7 separate regions of the Mus musculus genome follow, and all the other regions are linked to region 3. A link is a contact called in public HiChIP or PLAC-seq and promoter capture Hi-C data. All regions are on one chromosome and are shown on one strand. The core of a region is the stretch at or near the end of the contact, and the rest is flanking DNA. Distances in the headings are between cores, read along the strand shown.

Region 1 (2,700 bases), core at 31-2,530, 640 kb before region 3:
TTACCTCTCAGGGAGTTTTCTGCAAGTCACTGCTGCATCCAGAGCTTGCTTTAAGCTCGACTTACAACACAGAAGCATTCACCTACTGGCCTGGGTTTTATGGCTCAGATAGTTCTTGCCTTAATCTTCAGCAGTAACCCAAGAGATAAAACCAGGAAAGTGGGTGTTGTCAGCTTCTAGAGAGGCCCCTTCATTACTGAAGCTCTAGGTTAAGGAAGTACACAGAGACAGGCAGTGACTTCGTGCATTTGAGGTCGGAAAGAATGAATGCACTGTGGCTTTGTTTTTTCTTTCTGCCAATGCCGGGGATGGAACCTAGAGCTTTGCGCATGCGGAGTGAGTGCTTTGCTGCTGAGCTACACTCCCAGCCCCCACGTTCTTTTTTTTAAATCACTTGAGACAGATGTCACTATTTACCAAGGCCAGAGTGTGAAATTGAAGCCAAGAGTCAGTGTAATGAATCTGTTTTCTTATTTTCACGGGGATGGGAATCTCTGGGTTGAGAAAAGTGTTGCTGTGTCTGGTCTGTCTCATCTTCTGCAGGTCCCTTCTATCTCACCAGAGGCATGCTCAGAATATTTGACTTGGCAAGAGTCTGTCCTTCATCCTTGTCACTTAGCCCTAATAATGGTGTCTTCTATTCTCCTCACAGGGATGAAGCTGAAATGGAGTATTTGAAGATAGCTCAGGACCTGGAGATGTATGGTGTGAACTACTTTACAATCCGGGTGCGTTGACTCCTTCCCCAGTTCCCTGGCTCTCAGAAAGACTGAGTCGAGGCCACACAGGCAGATGGGTCACTTCCTCATCCCAGGGTGCTTAGAGTCTTTATGGTTCAGTAGTAAAGAAGAAACGGGAAGACAAGGTCGAGAGCCTGGTTTCATTTGGGGCTTCGAATTAGATCAGAAATAGATCAAATTAAGTGTCATTGGTACCCTGAGGGACTCAGGCCCGGTTCTCTTCTTAGCAGAGACCTGTTGGAATGCTGGCCATGTAATGTTTGATTATTCCGGCCTCTTGGGAAATCCAAGGAGCACCTGGAAATAATGTCTTTCCCCGGGGCCCACTGCTCTTAGAGATTCCTAATTTGTTTGGGTGGAACTCTTGTTCTCACTGTGAGGCTAATTAGTTTTCTATTCAGACCATTAATGGTCTGCAGGCCTCCGGGAACCATGCCTCTGCAGAGAAAGGCATTTGTGTTCTGTTCAGGTCTGGCCCTAGAGCGTGTTTCTCGCTCGTTGGGGGATTTGGCTGCTGGCTGCGGTATTCATGGCTTCCTCCAGAGGAGCACATGCCAAGTACCGGGCTTTTCCTCACTGCTGGGTGGCGGGTGCCAGGAAGCTTGGCTACAGAGGAGTAGCCATTGAAGGTCAGCTGCAGCCATCCCCTGGACTATCCCACAAACTCTTTGCTTCCCCCTTTTGGGGTCCTACAGACAGCCTTTATGTTAACGTTGAGTAAATTGAATTAAGCATGATTTCAGTATTCTAGGATAGCTTTCTACTTAATTTGTTTCCTAAATGCAGGTTTTTGTGGATTTTTTTTTTTTTTTTTTTTTTTTGCATTAAAAATCAGGGCATAAGCCGGGTGTGGTGGTGCACGCCTTTAATCCCAGCACTTGGGAGGCAGAGGCAGGCAGATTTCTGAGTTCAAGGCCAGCCTGGTCTACAGAGTGAGTTCCAGGACAGCCAGGGCTACACAGAGAAACCCTGTCTCAAAAAAAACCCAAAAGGCTGGTGAGATGGCTCAGTAGCTAAGAACACTGACTGCTCTTCCAAAGGTCCTGAGTTCAGGAACCACATGGTGGCTCACAACCACCGGTAATGAGATCTGACGCCCTCTTCTGGTGTCTGAAGACAGCTACAGTGTACTTATGTATAACAATAAATAAACATCTTAAAAAAAACTTTAAAAACAAAACAAAAAACAAACAAACAAACAAAAAAACCAGGGCACACTGAAATGTACTACCACAATAAGCAAGGGCCTAAAAGATATTTTACTTGTAGCAGGACCTGAGTTCAAGTCCCAGCTCGTGGTTTGGGAGGCTCACAATTGCCTGACATTCCAGCTCCAGGGGATCTGAGGCCTGTGGATTCTGAGGGCACTTGCACTTATGTGCACAGACACAGAAATACGTAACTAAAAACCATCAAAATAAGAACAAATCTTTAAAAAAATAAGAATAAAAAAGAATGCAGAAGGTTGTTTCTCGTGTGTCATGAGGGCCAGTGAGATGGAGTAGTAGATAGGCAATTGCTGCCAGGCCTGACATGCTGAGTTCAGGTCATGGAATTCACACGGTGAAAGGAGAGAACTCTTGTTCTTACTGTACGGCACATGGTCCTATGATCTTCACATGTGTGCTGTGGCATAAGCATGCATTCACACAACACACACAAATTAGTAAGTATTAAATAATTAAAAGTTTTATTAGTTTGTGTTTGACATCTGTTTCTTTGAGGTTAGACTAATGCATTTCTGTGGTTTTGTCTCTTGCCCACCACCAACATTAATTGTTTAAAAGAAAAAAGCATTTGCAATCCTTAGAAAATGGATTTCTTGGGCTAGGCAGTGGTAACACACACTTTTAATCTGAGCACTCAGGAGGCAGAGGCAGGCAGATCTCTGTGAGTTGAAAAGTGAGTTTGAAGTCAGCCTGGTCTATAGAGTGAGTTCCAGGAGAGCCAGGACTAACAC
Region 2 (2,700 bases), core at 4-2,503, 830 kb after region 3:
GGCAGCGGAGACCCGGCGCGGGCGAGGGCTGGTCCTCCCGGTACAGGTGGCCGTTGTCCCAGAAGCAGCCTATGAGGAAGAGGAACCCGCCCGAGACTCTTAGTGCGTTTCTCTGGCCCCGCGGGAGAAAGCCCTGTGTACCTCAGAGTGTCACGCCCCTGGCGGCGTTTGGTCCACACACAACACTCGATTTAGCTTTCTTCTTCCTTCCCTTCCCTTCCCTTCCCTTCCCTTCCTTCCTTCCTTCCTTCCTTCCTTCCTTCCTTCCTTCCTTCCTTCCTTCCTTCCTTCCTTTTAAAAAAGCTTAAGATCGCTGCACAACTGCAAAGGGTTGTTATTCTTGGACTTGGGACCACTTTGAAGGTACAAGAAGGTCTTTCTCCCTAAGGTCTTTCTGTGGAGATGGTGAGTTTGGTTCTGGGCAGTCAGACATGGAAGTCATCCCAGTGTTGAGAAGTCAATGTTATATAAACTGGTGTTCCCTTCTCTACGAATACAGCCACTTTCTGCTAGTTTAACAGACACCGCCAGCTCCCAAGAGAATTCCACAAAAGCCTTTGATTCAGGGAAGCAAAAGATCCAATAGAGACCCCAGCTGAGGGTCTCTGCCTCATCTCTTAAGCTCCCACTCCCCTCAGCAGAGAGCCACGGGAGGAGGCTGGAGAGGGGAGGTTCGTGCGCCTGCCACACAAAGCAAACGGACTTTAAAAGGGTAAGACTCTGGGGAGTAGAAGAGACGAATTCCACTCCATCCACTCGTGTGAAAGGAAAGGGAAAGAGAAAGTGACTACTTGTCTTTGTTCTTAATGGCAAAGATGGAGCTGCAAGCCTCTGGCAAGGAAGGAGAGAGGAGAGAAGAATGCTTTCGTAGGATAACGAGAAAAGCAGCCAAAACCTTCCTTCCCTGTCGGCCTGACCACGTTTGGGGAATCTGTTTCATTTAAGTTGCTGCAGAAAGGGGGAGAAAACGTAATCTCACCTCCAGATCCATAGGCTTCTGCCAGAAGCATGTTGCTGAGAAGAAATGTGTGTACCCAAGCCAACAGCATCCTCGTCTCTTCGGCTCGCAGGTGACTCAACAGCCAGTGTCCAAATGGGGGGGGGGGGTCCTCCTTGGCAGCAGTTTTGTCTCCTTGCAGTCAGACTGGCCGGCCCCTGTTATGCTCTTCTGGTAAACAGCCTCTCTTTAGAACTGGGAGCTTCCCAGCTAGCTTGCTGCAGCCGAGGTGTTTTTCAGCTGAAAGGCGCCCCCTGGGTCCTAAGCCTCCTAGACCTTACCAGATCACTAACCCTGAGCCAAGAGAGGAACTCAGCCAAGCCGAGAGTGGCAGAGAGGTTTTGCTTAGCAGCAGCTCCGCGTGAGACCTGCACAACTGCATGCCCAGGGCTTTTCTTCCTTTTCCACCAGTGTGAGTACAGAGTCACTGTGTCAGAAGGCATCGTGGAGTGGGGTGGATTAGGAGCCCCAAAAGCACTACACAGTTGTAAGAGCGGATGCTGATTGCAGAAGCAGGAAGAATTTAAGACCACATAGACAGCACAACTAAGAATTATCTGTCTGGAAGCAATATATTTAAATTGTACTTTGCTAGGGCCAGTTCAGTCACATTCCTTTACTAACATTTGAGGTTTGGGTTATCCATATATAGTAGGAACACAGAAAGGGTATCATTAGCTGAAAATACATGTTACACAAACATTGAATTCCTTTAGCTATATTGTAAAGTCCACCCTTTTTACCAGCCCAGAAGTAAAATGTCTTCCTTCCAACTCCCCTCAAGCAGTATATAGGAAATCTAGTTGCAATAATTTGTGTCTACAGTTAAACCACATCCACATAACTTAGGGCTTTTGGAGTTTCTATTTGGCTGGCAGTTGAAGTTCCCAAGCAGCCTCAGTAAACTGAGAGAACAGGGTGGTTTGCCAAGACTACCTTGTGACTGGGGCAAATCCAAGAATAGAAACTCTGTTTTGATCTTGCCACAATGTAGGGAGGAAAAAAATAACACTATGAAGTAAGTTTTATAGACTTTATCATAGTGGAAAGCTAATGTGATTCTAACTATGAGAAGTGATTGAACCCTGATGTGTCTTTTAAGAAGAAAAGGGTTATTTTTATTTGTGGGTTTATCTGTGTCTGTACTCAGGCCATAGGAAAACTTCAGGGCCTCAAGAACTGGGGTTATAGGCAGTTGTCGACCATGGGAGGTAGCTGAAGTAGGCAGTGGAACTCGGGTCAGCTCTTCTTGAAGAGCAGCAAGTACTCCTAGTCTCTGAACCATGTCCCCAAACCACCTGACATGCCTTTTAAAACCATTGTCCGGACTGGGGAGGTGGCTCATTAGTTACGAGCACTTGTTGCTCTTGCGGAGCACTTAGTTCAGTTCCCAGCACTTAGCATAAGGCCATCTGTGTCCAGATCCAGAATATGGACTCCCTCCTCTGATACTCAGTCATGCACATACACATATGCTGGCAAAACACACATATAAACACCGCCCCCCAAAGAGTGCGTGTGTGTGCGTGTGGGGGTGGGGTTGGGGAGGGGTGGGGGGGTGTGCATGTGGTGTGTATATATGTGTGTGGTATGTGTGTGTGTAGGGTCAGATCACATGGTGTGTGCCCATGTGTGTAAATAAGGAAGTCAGAACAGGATGCCCAGTGTCTTACTACCTTGAAACAGGTTCTCTTACTGGACCA
Region 3 (2,700 bases), core at 140-2,639:
ATCTGCAGACTGGATAATGATGCTGGCTGCCAAAAGAATACTCTATAAGTGCCCTAAGCCAGGAGATGTGTTGACCGTTGGAAGTCAAGTGGCCCTTAGAAGATTCCATCCAAGGGTGCAGAAGTATGTGGGATGAGGAGGTTGAGGAATCCTGACCAATGTTCACCTTGCCTGGAAACTAGCTAACATGCTGAACAGCTTGCTCTGGATTCAGCTGAGGCTCTGGGAAAGTCGTCCTTTCACAATGAGAATAATCAACTCTTCTTTTTCTTTCTTCAGGTTAACACAGCATATGCACATCAGCAGCCACAAAGAAGCTACCAGGAATTTCCACAGACTTGTTTTGGAAGCAGAAACTCCTAGTGACTACACAGCTAGGCATGGCTTTCACTGCGATTACTGTTGTGGTATGTCAACCATACCAGTCCTATCTATCACCTACCTCATTGCTCTCCTGTGGTTTTGGAAGAAGTAAGGAGTCTAAGCCAGAGCCTCTAGAACTCCCCATGATGCCCCTGTGCTGCTTTAAAAGACCTTTATACTACAAGTTCCCTCTGTGCAGAAGCAGCTGTTACCTGGCCACAAAACTGGCAGTCTTGTCGACGATGTTCCTGACCTCCGGGGGAGGGTAAATAATGCCGACCACTGGCTTGGAAGGGGTGGGATCCTCCTTTGACGATGCTTCTTCTTCAATTGGCTGTGAAAACAGAGAAAAGGTAGTAAGGGCTTCAAGTCCCCGGCTCGGATTAGGCTATCATAAACGCTCCATGATACTGACAGGAACGTCTGTCCTGTAGACTGCAGACTCTCTTGGGTTAGCATCCGAGGACGCAGTTAAAAACAAAACAGGGCAAGTTTCCTTAGCCATACTGTATTTACGCAGCCATTCCTAATCTAGGGGAAAGAATGATTTGCTTAGCTCTCCTCTTTTTGAATGGAGGCTTCGTGGTTCACATAAGACCCCAGAGGAAGCCGGGGGTGCAGGTCCGCATGCTGGTTTTGAAAAGTCCGGTTCTAGGGATATCTTTTTCGAGACCAGAAGGCAACTCAGCGCGCTGACTCCTGGGACTTGCAGTCCCTCCATGTCCTTCGGGGTGGCCTGAGCTTCCAGCAGCAGTGCCACAGCGCCCGCGCGGAGGGGAGGAACGAGGCCTCCAGCAGGCCTGCAGGCAGGGAGCGCGGGGCACGATACCTGTTTGGACTCAGTGGCTACTGGCGGCGGCGGGGGTACCGCCTGCACGGGTCCGGCCTGCATGACTGCGACGCTCAGGGCTGCCAGTCCACCTCGGTGGCGACAACCGGTGCGACGACAAGATTAAAGATCACCACACGAAGTATCCAACTCAATGACAAGATGGCGGCGACCCAGAGAGAGAAGCCGCGGGAGCACTTCCGGTCCCGCCCTCTCGCCGTTTCGCACTTCCAGCCCCGCCCCGCCTGCTCCGTGGCGCGGTACGCCGTTGCCAAGGCAGCGGCCTGGGCTCCCAACTTAGAGTTGCGAGGCATTCTCGGAGCCTCAGACGCTCTGGAGGAAGTTCTGTGAGCCAGACAGACACAGAGCTGAGGCTGCGACGCCGGAGACAGGTAAGCCATTCCACATCCTCTGACTCTGAACTTCCCTCCTGACTCTGGCCGGTTCCTCGCCCCCTCAGCGCCCCACCCCTCGCCCCTGTTTCTTTCCTGTTTGGCCTGGCATTTTGAAGATGCCATAGAGTCCCACTTACTACACCTTTAGCCCCATTTTTTGGTTCAGCACCACCTCCTCTGCATCCCTCCTTACAGAGTCCAGGACATGGTGCTAACACCTTTAATTCCAGGAGACAAAAAACGAAGCAGATCTGAGTTCAAGGCCAGCCTGGGACAGAGCAAGTTCTAGATGAAGAAAAGCATAATTCAGGCGTAGTGGTACATATCTTTAATCCCAAGAGACAAAGCCATGCAGATCTCTGAGTTCAAAGTCAATTTCCTGAGCAAGTTTCAGGATAGCCAAGCTTAGGCAGTGAGGGAGTTGAAAAACAGAAAGCTGGTAAGATAATAAAGGGGATCAGGTTCCAGCCACAGGAAGCAGAATTTGGCTGTGTGGCTCTGGCTTTAGAGTCTAGAGTAGAAGGGATTGCTGGGACAGTTGATGCTGGTTAGCTGGAGCTAAGAAATTAGTGATTAAGACGAGACCAGCATCACTGAGGTGAAATCTTCTGGGAAGTGTTTTCTGAGAGCACAAAGAAGCTGTGTTCCAGAGATAGCCATGGTTGTTGCTGCAGCTGTACTTGGCAGTGTGTAAGAGTTACCCAGGCAGTATTAGTTTGAAGGCATGAAGGTGTCATGAAGAGCAGCTGAGGCTTGGCACCGTGAGAGGCCAGGGAAGGCCATTGGTGAAGGTGCAGTTACAGTTACAGTTGATGGCCCAGGACTGAAGGGGTCATGCAAAGGAGTTGAGGCTTGCCCCATGAAGAGAGCCTATGAGAGGCTCTTGGTGAAGCCTAGTTGCAGTGGTAGACCCCAGTGTATTGGAGATGCCAGTACGATAAGATGATAACCAGGAACAGCAGCAGCAGTTGGCTGGAGTCAAGCAGAGCCTAGAGTGCTTCAGAGGGCAGAGCTGGAGAAGTGATGCCAGCCCTTTAGAGGATCCCCAAAAGATCATGTGTGGATCCCAGACATTGGAATAAAAGTTAGATTAAGAAGCTGTAAAGTTGAAGT
Region 4 (2,700 bases), core at 126-2,625, 900 kb before region 3:
TGCAGATGTCGTAGACCAGCACAAAGGCGTCTGTGTCCTGCAAGCTCCAGTCTTTAGGGTCCGGCCACTCCTAGAGGGTAGAGGCTGGGGTTTACTCCAATTCAACCTCACTCCCCGTCACCTCCCAGCAATACTCCGGATGGGACGCGCCCTCCCACAGGCCAGACTTCCCAGCCGTGCTTGGATCTTGTCAGTCCTTAGCCCTCCTACTTCCTGGGCCACCCGTCAACCTACTATGCTCCTACTGCCTCAGAGCCTGGGATCTGCCGTCCACCGGCTGACAGATGGTAACTGACTGTCCTGGTGCAGCTGTACAGGTGAAGCCTCTGGCTTGTCTCTTGCTGCTCTTTCCCCCTTGCAATATTCTTACAGCTTCTTTCACCAAAACTTCATTTAGCCTCCCAGGTGCTGCTCAAATGCCAGCTTTGAAATGAATGCAGCGCCAAAGACTGGGAGTCTGAGGGTGCGGTGGCCCCCTCTAGAAAGGGTACTCCTGTGTCTGGTCCAGTCTGTCACAGCGGCGCGGCTCAGCTCAAGCTGTGCCACACACTGACCCAGACACCAGCCTAGGCAGGCAAAGAAGACAAGAAACAGCCACAGAGCCGGGCGTGGTGGCGCACGCCTTTAATCCCAGCACTTGAGAGGCAGAGGCAGGTGGATTTCTGAGTTCAAGGCCAGCCTGGTCTACAGAGAGAATTCCAGGACAGCCAGCACTGCACAGAGAAACCCTGTCTCGAAAAAAACAAAAACAAAAACAAAAGAGAGAGAGAGAGAGAGAGAGAGAGAGAGAGAGAGAGAGAGAGAGAGAGAGAGAGAGAGAGAGGAAACAGCCACAGGGCACCTACAGGTTAGCGCAGGAAGCTCGTATGCAAACTACCTAGACACACACACTTCAATCCCAGAACGGGCTCGGGCGCCCTGGATCAGTACACATGGGCACCAAGTGTACACACACCCCTGGCCCCCTCGAACCGCTACCTCAAGACTTCTGGGGCTTGAGCCGGGTCCAGCGACGTCACCATCGCGGATACTCAGGTCGTAGACCGCGCCGTCGAGCAGCACCGCGGGTCGGTAGAGGCAGGGACTGTCCGTGGGTCGGTGGCGCTCAGGATAGTCACCAAACAAGAATTGGCGGATGATGGCGGTCTTACCCACTCCCGGAGCACCCAGAACAGCCACCCGCAGGCTGCCGCCCATGGCTGGCCCGCGCTCCCGCGCCTGGCACCGGGGAGCTTCATGAGCCCGTTCTGCGCCTTGCTTGCCCGGCCCGGGATACCCGCATCGCGTCGCCTACAGCACCTCAGCCACAAGAGGCCAGGCCTGAGGATCGAGCGGGCGGACGCACCCGCAGCTCCGCAGGAAGAGTGCACCCGGTGCGGTGCAGACCCGCCCCCACCTTCAGCTCCGTCCCCTTCTCGCTCCGGCGCCGGGAGCCGCCGCCCCAGTCGGCCGCGCGGGCGAGCAAGCGAGCGGGGCCTCCCGGAGGCGGCGATGAGGTAACTGTCCGCCCCGCCCCTCCCGGGGAGGGTCGCGGCCCAGTGACTGCCAGGCGGGTCGCCTTGTTAAAGCCTGGTTCCCCAGGTGGCAGTCAGCTTCCCTCAACCGTTTCAAAACCGAAGCCGCTGGGCGCCACCTCCCTGTTCCTCCAACACCGCTGGCTGCAACCTGGCTGTTGACCAAGCCCAGGCTCTTAGAATCAGGCCACTTGGGGTCAGACCCAGTCCTGGTTGAATGACCTTGGGCCAATCGTCGCATTGGACTTTTTGTCTGCATCCCGGTTGTCCACCAAAGGCCGATGGCTTCAAAGCTTCCTCCTGTTTTGTGAGACCCTGGGCACCAACTCCTTTTCTGGGCTCTCCCCTGCATCATCTTCGAACCGCAGCCTCAACCTGGGTACTCGTGGTTTAAGGAGGAGGGAACTGAGACCCTGGAGAGGTATCTCAAAGTGAGAAGGACACTGGGACTCCGTCCCGGGCCTGCGGGCCACTTTTCATTACACCTACAAGGACAAACGACTAGAAGAACACTGTTTCAAAGGACCAGCCCAGAGGGGGTGGGGAGTGGAGACAGAAGGGTTTGAGCCCAGCACAGAAGTCTGCTCAGCAACTCAGCCCCCAGTCACTGCCCCAACAGGTTGGAGGCGAAGAAACAGATCCACGGGTCTGTCCCAGAGTCTGTCCCAGGGGTGCACCATGCCCTCTTCCCTGGACAAGTTCGGAAGCTCCTCTGAGGGTTCGGAAAGTCTGGGTTTGCCCAACCTCCGTCCGGCCCTCCAGTCTCCACACACTGGAGGAGTTCCCAGGCCTCTGCCCTCCACCCAGGTACTGTGAAATGCAGGCACCCGGCATTGAACAAGACTCACTCATTCAACGAATGCTTCAAGTCTAACAGGTGGCCAGAATGCTGAAATGGAGCCAAAAGGAAAAAGAACTGTCTCCTCTCCCTTAGGAGAGAAGGCTCTAGAAATACTTAGATCCAGGCCTCTAAAGGCATTGATAATATGTCTACCTGGCCAGGAATTAAGTGGAAGGAAGGGCAGGAGAAACTAGCCCGTCAAGGGGGAAGGAGGCACACCCTCCCGCGGGGAACAGGTGACAGCAGCTGGAAGGTATTCCTTAACACTAATGTCTAGTCCTCTTCCCCAGGTAGACTTAGGGCCTGGTCTGATTTCACCACCCCCACCCCCACCTCTCTTCCCCC
Region 5 (2,757 bases), core at 14-2,513, 670 kb before region 3:
GCACTTAATCCTTAGATCAATCTGTTAAGACAGGTTCTGCTTATTCTCCTTGTAAAAGCATAAGGAAGTTCAATAACTTGCCCAAGGTCACACAGCAACAGCACTTGAGATAAATACTGGTGCAGATTAGTCACTTATCTATACCTTTTTGGCTGTTTCCTAGAAAGAAGCCCTGAGATCTTGAGGTATCCAACTTGTGTAATGATTTAACTTGCCTTCTGTATGTCTGTGTTCTATCCTATAGCACTCAGGCTGACATTGAACTCAGTCCTCCTGCTTCAGCTTTTGAGTGCTAGGATTGCAATTGTTGGTGTGTGCCAGTATGTGTAGCTGTAGTTCAGTTCTCATTTTTTTCATATCTGTGTGTGTGTGTGTGTGTGTGTGTGTGTGTGTGTGTCCCAAGTGCAGACACATGCCATCAGGCTGGCATAACCTTTTGTCAACCCCTTCCACCCCAAGACCCAGCTTAGCCAGTGTGTCTCCTTAGTGAAGACCACTTCCCTCAAGTCTCCTGGGCTTGAGAGGAAATCTCTTTCCTCTTGCCACCTGAGGACCTCCTCTTGGTCCTGAGGGTCAAACTCAGGTGATCAATTTGGTGGCAGGGTGCCTTTACCTTAAACCGTTTCACTGGATTACTTTGGTTCTTTTGTAAGTTCAGAAGTATTTTCCAGTAAAACTAAAATACTTCATTTCCCCTAAGAACCCTTTTTGTTCTAGACCTTTGTAGAAACTGTTCTCTCTGTAACACCCTTTCTTGCTGTCTTCTTCAAACCCAATCTTGCTCTTGGCTTCTCTTTTCCACCATGAGTCAGTCTAGATGTCATTTCTGTGAAAAGGGGGTTTTCTTTCTTAGGAGTCCCAACAGTCCCTGGGTATCCCTGTCATATCAATTGTTTCAGTGTTGAAAACCTCACTGTGATGATCATCTGTTCTTGGCTGACTTCTGCTCAAAACTGTAAATGTGAAGACTTGTCCCTTGTTACCATCGATCCTCTGTACCTTAAGCACCCCTGTCCTGGACACACTGTGTGCTCACTGTTTGTCCTAGACACACTGTGTGTTCACTGTTTGTCCTAGACACACTGTGTGTTCACTGTTTGGATAAGGGATGGATATATGGGCTAGCTATGATCTAAGTCTCTGAGCCTTGAGTTTTAATGTCACTTAGTCAGTCATATTAGATGCTGCTGTAGGATGTCTTGTGTACTCTGTGTACTCTCCATTGGTCACTGGGGATGATGACTAATGCCATTCCTAGTTAGAGATGCCTACAGTCTACAGAGATCTTCCAATGACAGTGAGTCATCTGAGCATCAGCATAGTGCAGTACCAGACAGGGAAATAATCATGCTCAGGCAAATCGATTTGTACCAAGAAGGCCAAGCATCTCTTCCACAGCAACTCGACAACTCTCTAGACCACCTCTGGCCAACAGTTCTTGTTTGTACAGAAACAGAAATTCAAAAAAGGAAGATAAAGGAGATCTTATACATTTGAGAAAGAACATGTTGAAAAGCAATGCCTTTTATAGGTGGAGATTAACCAAACAGAAAACTTGTAGGTCTTTTTGTTTTATTATTGTTGTTTTTGAGTCTCTGTGTATAGTCAAAGCTCACTTCCTCCCTCGACCTCTCAAGGGCTAGGATTCCAGGTGTAACCCAACATGTCTGGCAAAACAAACAAACAAACAAACACAAACACCAAAACAAAACTTACTAGACAAAATATTTTCTTTTGTTTTGGAATGAGGTCCCACTATACTACCCTGAACTATCTTGAACTCCTGGGCTTAAGTAATCTTCCTGTCTCATCTGAGAATGTTTTGTTTTATAAGTGAAGGTCTTTTAAATTTTTTTTTTTTCTTTTTCGAGACAGGGTTTCTCTGTGTAGCCCTGGCTGTCCTGGGACTTAATTTGTAGACCAGGTTGGCCTTGAACTCAGAAATCTACCTGCCTCTGCCTCCCAAGTGCTGGGATCAAAGGTGTGCGCCACCACTGCTCGGCTTTAATTTTTTAAAAAATTTAAATTTATTTACTTTATGTCTGTGTGGGAGCCCATATATGAAGATCAAAGGATTAGTTGTGGGATTAGCTCTCTTCTACTGTCTTAGTTAGGCTTTTACTGTTGTGAACAGATGCCATGACCAAGGCAGCTCTTATACTGACATTCAGTTGGGCCTGGCTTACGGTTCAGAGGTTCAGTCCAGTATCATCAAAGCAGGAGCATGGCAGTGTCCAGGCAGGCATGGTGCAGGAGGAGCTGGTTCTGAGCTTCATCTGGAGGCCACTAGGAGAAGACTGGCTTCCAGGCAGCTAGGAGGAGGGTAATAAAGCCCACAGTGACACACCTACTCCAACAATAGTGACACTCTCACTCCCTGGGTCAAGCATATACAAACCATCACACCTACCTTGTTGTCCCAGAGAAGGAACTGGGGTCTTTAGCTTTGTGGCACATGCAGCTGAGCCAGCTCCTAGCCCAGAGAGCTTGAAGCTTAAATGTCTTTAAGGCATCTCTACCTTGCTTGCTGTGGGTTTTGGTTTTGGTTTTGTTTTTGAGACAAGGTAGACTTGGTTGACTTGGAACTTACCATCTAGACCAGGCTGGTTTTGAACTCAGAGATCTGCCTGCTTTGGCGTTCCAAGCTGGGATTAAAGGTACATACTACCAGGGTACTTGCTTTCTTTAGGCAGCTTGTCTAAAACTCAGTTGCTCATCTCTTTCCCCCAAACGTGTTGCTTTTTCTGTGTTCCTTCT
Region 6 (2,700 bases), core at 107-2,606, 710 kb before region 3:
TCATTGTTTACTTGGTGGAGAGAGCACTACATTAGCCTAGCATACCTAAACTCCTGAGTTCTCTTCCTAGCAATAGAAAACAAGGCTATCAGACACATCCTATTTTCTCCTCCTACCCAAGGTCATCCCTCCAGAAAAGGCTGAGTTTACAAGGTACACTCTAGGCTTTTTTCCCATTGTCGGCTTCTCTCTCATTACCCAGCACGGAAGTGAAGGGCACGCGTCCCAACTCTTCTATCCGTGCTTTCCTAATGTGCACAGCGATCTAACGGAACTCCATGGCCACATTCTTGGGCTGGGGCAGGAGTAACGCAGGTCCCTTTCCACAGGTGTGAGGGCAGGTGTTCCACTTCTTTAGCTAATGCTTTTTGCACAAACCCTGTCCTAAAACTTGTGAGGGTGTGGGGCTGGGGAAACAGGAGAGCAGGGTCAGAAGTGCTCCGGGTGATAGGTGCAGAGATGGGGGTAGCACCGGGCGTGGCATCGAGGAGGGAGGAGCAGCCCAGAGCCAGTCAGGGGAAGGAAGCCAAGCTCTCCAAAGCCAGAATTGAGCCTCTCTCCTAGGAGGCCACCAGCCGTGGTACAAAGTGCAGAGTGCATCGTAAGACCTGGGTCCTAACATCCAGAGCTGCCTCCACATGGCACGGACGCTGACCTTGAACAGCTCCCACCCCACTCTGTTGACCCACCTGTACAAAGCAGGGTGCGGAATCACTTTGGGAATTCCCACCGTACCCCCAGTCCTCCTCTCCTTCCAAAACTTTCTGCTGGCTCAGAAGACCCCAGCGCGTGCTAAACCACAAAGGCCAGGCAAAAGGCTGCCAATATCCTCTGCCTTCGTCCGGGATCCAGGGCTCAAAACCTGTCCCTCCCACTCACCTCATTTTTTATTCTCAGCCCAGATCCAGGTCCCAAACAGGACAAAGAACCTGCCCAGCTAGGCATGGTAGTGCACACCCTCACTATCTGGGAGGCAGAGGCAAGAAGATTCCGAGGTCGAATCACATGTAGTACGAACCTGTTTAAAAACCAAAACCATCCCCATACCTTTTCACCTTCCCCATTCTTTCTCAGCCTCAGGCCTACATCCTGGTAGCTCTCTGCCTCTAACCCCTCAATTCCAAATCCGAGAGTCTGTTTTTCATTCCAGCCCCCTCCCCTGCTCCTGTTCCGGGCACGCAGTCAGCCCCGTCGGCCTCTCACCGCACAGCACCCGCAGCCGCGAGGTCCCCAGCACGGGGTCTCGGCTTCGTGAATAGCCGCCGTGCCGCTGCAGAGATGATGCACAACCGCGGAGCCATGTTGGACCGGAGCAGGTTGGAGGAAAGCCACGCCTCAGCCCAGTGGCTGGGGGCAGGACTAGAGAAAACCACGCCCTCCCCTCGCCAGCTTCCCTTTCAAACACAAGCAGGTGGGAGTCCCCCAACTCTACAGTTGCACAGTCCATACCCACACCTCCGAGCTCTTGAAACTCTGCAGCTAACTAGTTCTGTTCTCTTCAACGACCTTTTCCCCTCTGTACCTGGGAATTCATCTCGATAATCGCAGGGTTGTATGTCCTGGACATTCTGAGGATAAACTAAAGACAGTCTTTATACCCCTAAAATTGTTCACAAACTATGTGAGTTCCCTTCCTCCTTGGGTGCTGGAGGTGGAGCCCAGGACCTCACACATGGCTTGGCAAATGTTCTGTCTACATCTTGTGTTCTTCTGTGTCAAGGCATCAACAGACAATATTTGTCTATTCAAAAGAACAAAATCTATAACAATTTTTAAAAGAGAGAGAGAGAGAGAGCCTGGGGGGGGTCCAGAAGCCTCAAATATCCTGGAACTGGAGTTTAAAGGAGATTTTGAGGCACTCTAATGGGTACTGGGATCCAAACTCAGGTCTCCTCCAAGAGCTTTTAAAGGCAGAACTGTCTCTTTAACCATTTAAAACAGATGGACAAGACTCTGAGCAAGCAGGATGCTCTTTCTCCAAAGCCCGAGTGTGATGGTGCACTTAAGAGGCTGAGACGAACTGGGCAGTGGTGGCGCATGCCTTTAATACCAGCACTCGGGAGACAGGCGGATTTCTGAGTTCGAGGCCAGCCTGGTCTACAAAGTGGGTTCCAGGACAGCCAGGGCTATACAGAGAAACCCTGTCTCGAAAAACAAAATAAAACAAAACAAAACAACAACAAAAAGAGACTACGGAATTAAAACAACAAACAAAAAACATTTTCTCTTCACTGTCTATTCACCTGGAGGCTCTATATTTGCTTTCTCAGCCCACACAGAGATGGATCCCTTCTGATCCCCTGGGGGACACAGGGACAGAGACACACCAACGGGGGAGTGGGGTGGGGGAGGATGCCAAGCCACCGACTGTAATTCGGTGCAGGGGATTTACAGCCGGTATAACTAACTTCCGGAGTGCTTCAAACTGTGAGTCTGGCAAGTTAGGTCTCATCTAAGATCTTGAGACAGCAAAGGTTGGCTGAACAAGTCCTATCTGTACTTCTTGGCAGCCAAGGCCTGGTGGAGCAGACAAATCACTCCAATCACTGCTGACTGAAACCTCCAAGGCAGAGATGTTAGCCATGCCCCGCCCCCTCCATCAGCTAGGCTACTGGCAAGTGAGCCCCAAGGATCTCCTTGTCTATGCTTCCCCAACATTGGGATTACAAGCAACCTCTCCTGCTGTGGTGCTGGGAATCG
Region 7 (2,700 bases), core at 118-2,617, 730 kb before region 3:
ACAACTGACTGTAACTACAAGATCTAACACCTCACACGGACACGCACGCAGGCAAAACACCGATGTACATAAAATAAAAATAATTTAAAAAGAAATGGATTCTCTCTCAGAATCTTAGACAAGGAAACCAAGACAGAATTTATTAATAAATGTTTTCATCATACTATGTATACTATGCAGTTATATCAATATCATAAGACAAGTGGAAGCCATTTCCTATTTATGGCATGCAGACCAGACCCAAGTTTTCTTCTACCAAAGTAACTATAGGTTTAAAAAGTGACTGTGAAGTTGGGAATATTACTCAGCTGGTAGAGTGCTGGCCTAGCATACTCAAACGCCTGTGTTTGATCTCCTGGACTGCATAAAACTGTGTGGCGGGACATGCCTGCAATGAGAACAGGTCAGACTGAGAGCTGGCTGACGAGATGTTCCAGATCAGCTTTTGCTATATAATGTGTTCAAAAGTCAGTTTGGGCTACATAATAAAATCTCGTCTCCAAGAAAAAAGGGGGGAGGGGCGGATGGGCTGTGAGACAGGATAGTGGTAAATATCAGGAATCACAGAGCTTGAGTGACTGAGGCAGAGGGATCTTTACCAATGTGAAGCCAACCTGGACTACAGAAGCTGCCAGACAGACAGGACTATAGTGACTGCATTTAAAATCTTCATTAAAACGGAGCAGGTGGCACCTCTTCTTACTGCCCGAGCCCTTTGCAGTATAACTTAAGAAAAAAAATTCTTGTTTTCCTTTTCTTAGAAATTAAGATAAGCAAAATATTTAATGAAGCAAATACACTAAGTCCAGCCAGCTAGCTAGGAAATAGAGCGGACAACATAAAGAAAAGCCAAGCCAAGCTTCTTTGCCCTTGTAACGTCCGCACTTCGCGCTCTCAGCCTTTCTGCTCCAGCAATAAAAGCTCTTTTCTGCGACTCCTTGGAGTCTGGTGCGGCGCGACGATGGTAACGCCTCTCTCAGAGGACCGCAGGAGGCTGCCGGTGACAGGTAAACGAGTGGCGGACTCATCTGACAAAACCCACAAGGGTGGCACGGAAAACCCGGGAAAGCCAACCGCCACCCAGGAGCGTTTGCCACACGCCCAAGAGGACCATCGACGAGGGTCACCACCAGCAGCAGCACTCTCGGGAGACTACAATGGGGACAGAGGATGCTGCTCCGGTTAGTTCCTAGAAAACCGCCACGAGCCTGGGGGACCCCGACAGGTGAGGACCCCAGCCCGCGGACACGCTCCGTGCCGTCTGCACATCAAGCCCGGATCGCCCAGCGAGGACCTGCAGCCCCAGCCAGCAGCCCTCTACCCTCGCTCACCAGAATGCTCCTCACGCCTTCCAGCCGGGTAGCCACTTCCGGCTCGCGACCATAGAGAAGCGGAAGAAGAGAGCCACAGGCCGGAAGTGAGACACGAAGGCCAGATGCAGCTTGGGAAGCAAGGAAGGGGCGAGTCTAGTTCTATTAAGTTGGGAAACTGGGGCGATAATGTCCAAGTCTGTGCTTCGTGCCCCTTCACCGGAGTGTGAATTAGTGGGCCCTCCGCCGACTCACTCGAGTGAGTTTGTGGTATCTCAAGAAAGCACAAGTGTCGCTGTGCTATCATTTGAACAGGAGTGGATTTTGTCTTCTGACTTTGTTCAGGGCCTCACTACATAGCACACTTGCGGGTCTTGAACGCTATATAGATCAGGCTGGTCACTACGATCCGCCTGCATTGGACTCGCTGGACTTAGGCAGGTGTCACCATGCCTGACTCTTCTTTAAATTTTTGTTTTGTTTTTTTTAGATTTATTTATTTATTATATGTAAGTACATTGTAGCTGTCTTCAGACACTCCAGAAGAGGGAGTCAGATCTCTTTACGGATGGTTGTGAGCCACCATGTGGTTGCTGGGATTTGAACTCTGGACCTTCAGAAGAGCAGTCGGGTGCTCTTACCCACTGAGCCATCTCACCAGCCCTTGTTTTTGTTTTTTGAGACAGGGTTTCTCCGTATAGCCCTGGCTGTCCTGGAACTCACTTTGTAGACCAGGCTGGCCTCCAACTCAGAAATCTGCCTGCCTCTGCCTCCCAAGTGATGGGATTAAAGGCGTGTGCCACCACCGCCCCCCCCCCCCACTCTAACTTCTTGATACTATCGGAGTCACTACACCCAGAAAGGAACTGAGGCAGGGGCATAATCCTATATTACACCTGCTTCCTGCTTCACTGTTTTGTTTTGTTTTGATTTTTTATTTTCCCCCAAGACTCTAGTGCAGTACCTGTAAGCTTCAGATGTTTCCTATGCCTGGCATTTCTGGAGTAAATTCTGGTTGTCTGCAAACATGAACATTGAATACCTTGTGGCGCCGAAACAGCTCCTTTTCTTGCTCTGGGACGAAGATGAAGACGGTCTCCCTAAGAGATCAAAGCCAGTGTAACCCTCAGCCAACTGGAAGCTGCCCTGCCTTAGACAACTACTGAGATTCCTTGTAGATGAAGACAACACCACAACGTACAGTAAATATTTAATTTGGTTCCATCAACATTCTCCTGGATGGTAGCACAACCATGCTAAGCAGGGGTTCATGAGGTACCGGGGTCATTGAAGAGACCCCAGAATCACAACCTACTCCACAGACCTAGTGTTTCTGCAAAATGAGGGTTTGGGGGACAATGTCAAGAAGGGAAAGAAAGAATTTGATGGA

The links. Promoter capture Hi-C pulls out the DNA fragments that hold promoters and counts their contacts. HiChIP or PLAC-seq counts read pairs in DNA pulled down with a chosen protein or histone mark.
Region 1: a contact with region 3 is called in an H3K27ac HiChIP or PLAC-seq map of stem cell-derived neural progenitor cells, with 6 times the contacts expected there. The contact joins the enhancer-like site here to the promoter of Sf3a1 in region 3. A contact is called at or near these places in 1 of 39 promoter capture datasets (embryonic stem cells), 5 of 115 datasets of contacts at active chromatin or transcription factors (the 230-238 cell line, embryonic stem cells, large pre-B cells and 1 more) and 1 of 9 other capture datasets (embryonic stem cells).
Region 2: an H3K27ac HiChIP or PLAC-seq map of extraembryonic endoderm stem cells shows a contact between it and region 3, with 5 times the contacts expected there. The contact joins the promoter of Pik3ip1 here to the promoter of Sf3a1 in region 3. A contact is called at or near these places in 1 of 39 promoter capture datasets (cranial neural crest) and 4 of 115 datasets of contacts at active chromatin or transcription factors (astrocytes, bone marrow-derived macrophages, extraembryonic endoderm stem cells and 1 more).
Region 4: a contact with region 3 is called in a FOXA1 HiChIP or PLAC-seq map of pancreatic cancer cells. The contact joins the promoter of Rasl10a here to the promoter of Sf3a1 in region 3. A contact is called at or near these places in 5 of 39 promoter capture datasets (cranial neural crest, embryonic stem cells, hippocampal neurons and 2 more), 1 of 484 Hi-C or Micro-C datasets (embryonic stem cells), 4 of 115 datasets of contacts at active chromatin or transcription factors (astrocytes, embryonic stem cells, pancreatic cancer cells and 1 more) and 1 of 9 other capture datasets (embryonic stem cells).
Region 5: a contact with region 3 is called in an H3K27ac HiChIP or PLAC-seq map of the NIH/3T3 cell line, with 7 times the contacts expected there. The contact joins the enhancer-like site here to the promoter of Sf3a1 in region 3. A contact is called at or near these places in 2 of 39 promoter capture datasets (cranial neural crest and embryonic stem cells), 7 of 115 datasets of contacts at active chromatin or transcription factors (the NIH/3T3 cell line, bone marrow-derived macrophages, embryonic stem cells and 3 more) and 4 of 9 other capture datasets (embryonic stem cells, liver, macrophages and 1 more).
Region 6: a contact with region 3 is called in an H3K4me3 HiChIP or PLAC-seq map of pro-B cells, with 10 times the contacts expected there. The contact joins the promoter of Nipsnap1 here to the promoter of Sf3a1 in region 3. A contact is called at or near these places in 1 of 39 promoter capture datasets (the SN4741 cell line), 1 of 15 datasets of contacts at CTCF or cohesin (the NIH/3T3 cell line), 5 of 115 datasets of contacts at active chromatin or transcription factors (embryonic stem cells, memory CD8 T cells, pro-B cells and 1 more) and 1 of 9 other capture datasets (macrophages).
Region 7: a contact with region 3 is called in a promoter capture Hi-C map of liver, with 6 times the contacts expected there. The contact joins the promoter of Thoc5 here to the promoter of Sf3a1 in region 3. A contact is called at or near these places in 4 of 39 promoter capture datasets (the 3T3-L1 cell line, the C10 cell line, embryonic stem cells and 1 more), 1 of 15 datasets of contacts at CTCF or cohesin (the NIH/3T3 cell line), 9 of 115 datasets of contacts at active chromatin or transcription factors (acute myeloid leukemia, bone marrow-derived macrophages, embryonic forebrain and 3 more) and 3 of 9 other capture datasets (adipose tissue, embryonic stem cells and liver).

What each region holds. Positions count from the first base shown.
Region 1 is chr11:4,801,706-4,804,405 of GRCm38.p6, reverse strand. It overlaps Nf2 (neurofibromin 2), which reads left to right. Exons shown (of 17, transcript NM_001252250.1): 7 at 653-728. Among named protein-coding and RNA genes, the nearest start is that of Nf2, 46 kb to the left of the region's middle. Within about 2 kb of position 1,280, at least 95 of the 459 cell types and tissues checked have an H3K27ac peak or open chromatin away from gene starts, as enhancers often do. A contact at or near this core is called in embryonic stem cells and stem cell-derived neural progenitor cells, where this site is marked.
Region 2 is chr11:3,329,284-3,331,983 of GRCm38.p6, reverse strand. It overlaps Pik3ip1 (phosphoinositide-3-kinase interacting protein 1), which reads right to left and starts at 1,253. Exons shown (of 6, transcript NM_178149.4): 1 at 980-1,253; 2 at 1-69. The coding sequence starts at 1,049. It overlaps Gm12592 (predicted gene 12592), which reads left to right and starts at 794. Exons shown (of 2, transcript NR_165248.1): 1 at 794-1,070.
Region 3 is chr11:4,159,043-4,161,742 of GRCm38.p6, reverse strand. It overlaps Sf3a1 (splicing factor 3a, subunit 1), which reads right to left and starts at 1,389. Exons shown (of 16, transcript NM_026175.5): 1 at 1,193-1,389; 2 at 576-697. The coding sequence starts at 1,255. It overlaps Ccdc157 (coiled-coil domain containing 157), which reads left to right and starts at 1,450. Exons shown (of 12, transcript NM_001164620.1): 1 at 1,450-1,584.
Region 4 is chr11:5,056,803-5,059,502 of GRCm38.p6, reverse strand. It overlaps Rasl10a (RAS-like, family 10, member A), which reads right to left and starts at 1,375. Exons shown (of 3, transcript NM_145216.4): 1 at 979-1,375; 2 at 1-70. The coding sequence starts at 1,197. It also overlaps a transcript of Gas2l1 not described here.
Region 5 is chr11:4,824,872-4,827,628 of GRCm38.p6, reverse strand. The region is part of intron 1 of Nf2 (neurofibromin 2); the gene reads left to right. Among named protein-coding and RNA genes, the nearest start is that of Nf2, 23 kb to the left of the region's middle. Within about 2 kb of position 1,263, at least 64 of the 459 cell types and tissues checked have an H3K27ac peak or open chromatin away from gene starts, as enhancers often do. A contact at or near this core is called in the NIH/3T3 cell line, bone marrow-derived macrophages and macrophages, where this site is marked.
Region 6 is chr11:4,872,607-4,875,306 of GRCm38.p6, reverse strand. Nipsnap1 (nipsnap homolog 1) reads right to left here and starts at 1,356. Exons shown (of 10, transcript NM_008698.3): 1 at 1,204-1,356. The coding sequence starts at 1,301.
Region 7 is chr11:4,894,010-4,896,709 of GRCm38.p6, reverse strand. Thoc5 (THO complex 5) reads right to left here and starts at 1,367. Exons shown (of 20, transcript NM_172438.3): 1 at 1,332-1,367. Nipsnap1 (nipsnap homolog 1) reads right to left here. Exons shown (of 10, transcript NM_008698.3): 10 at 2,509-2,700.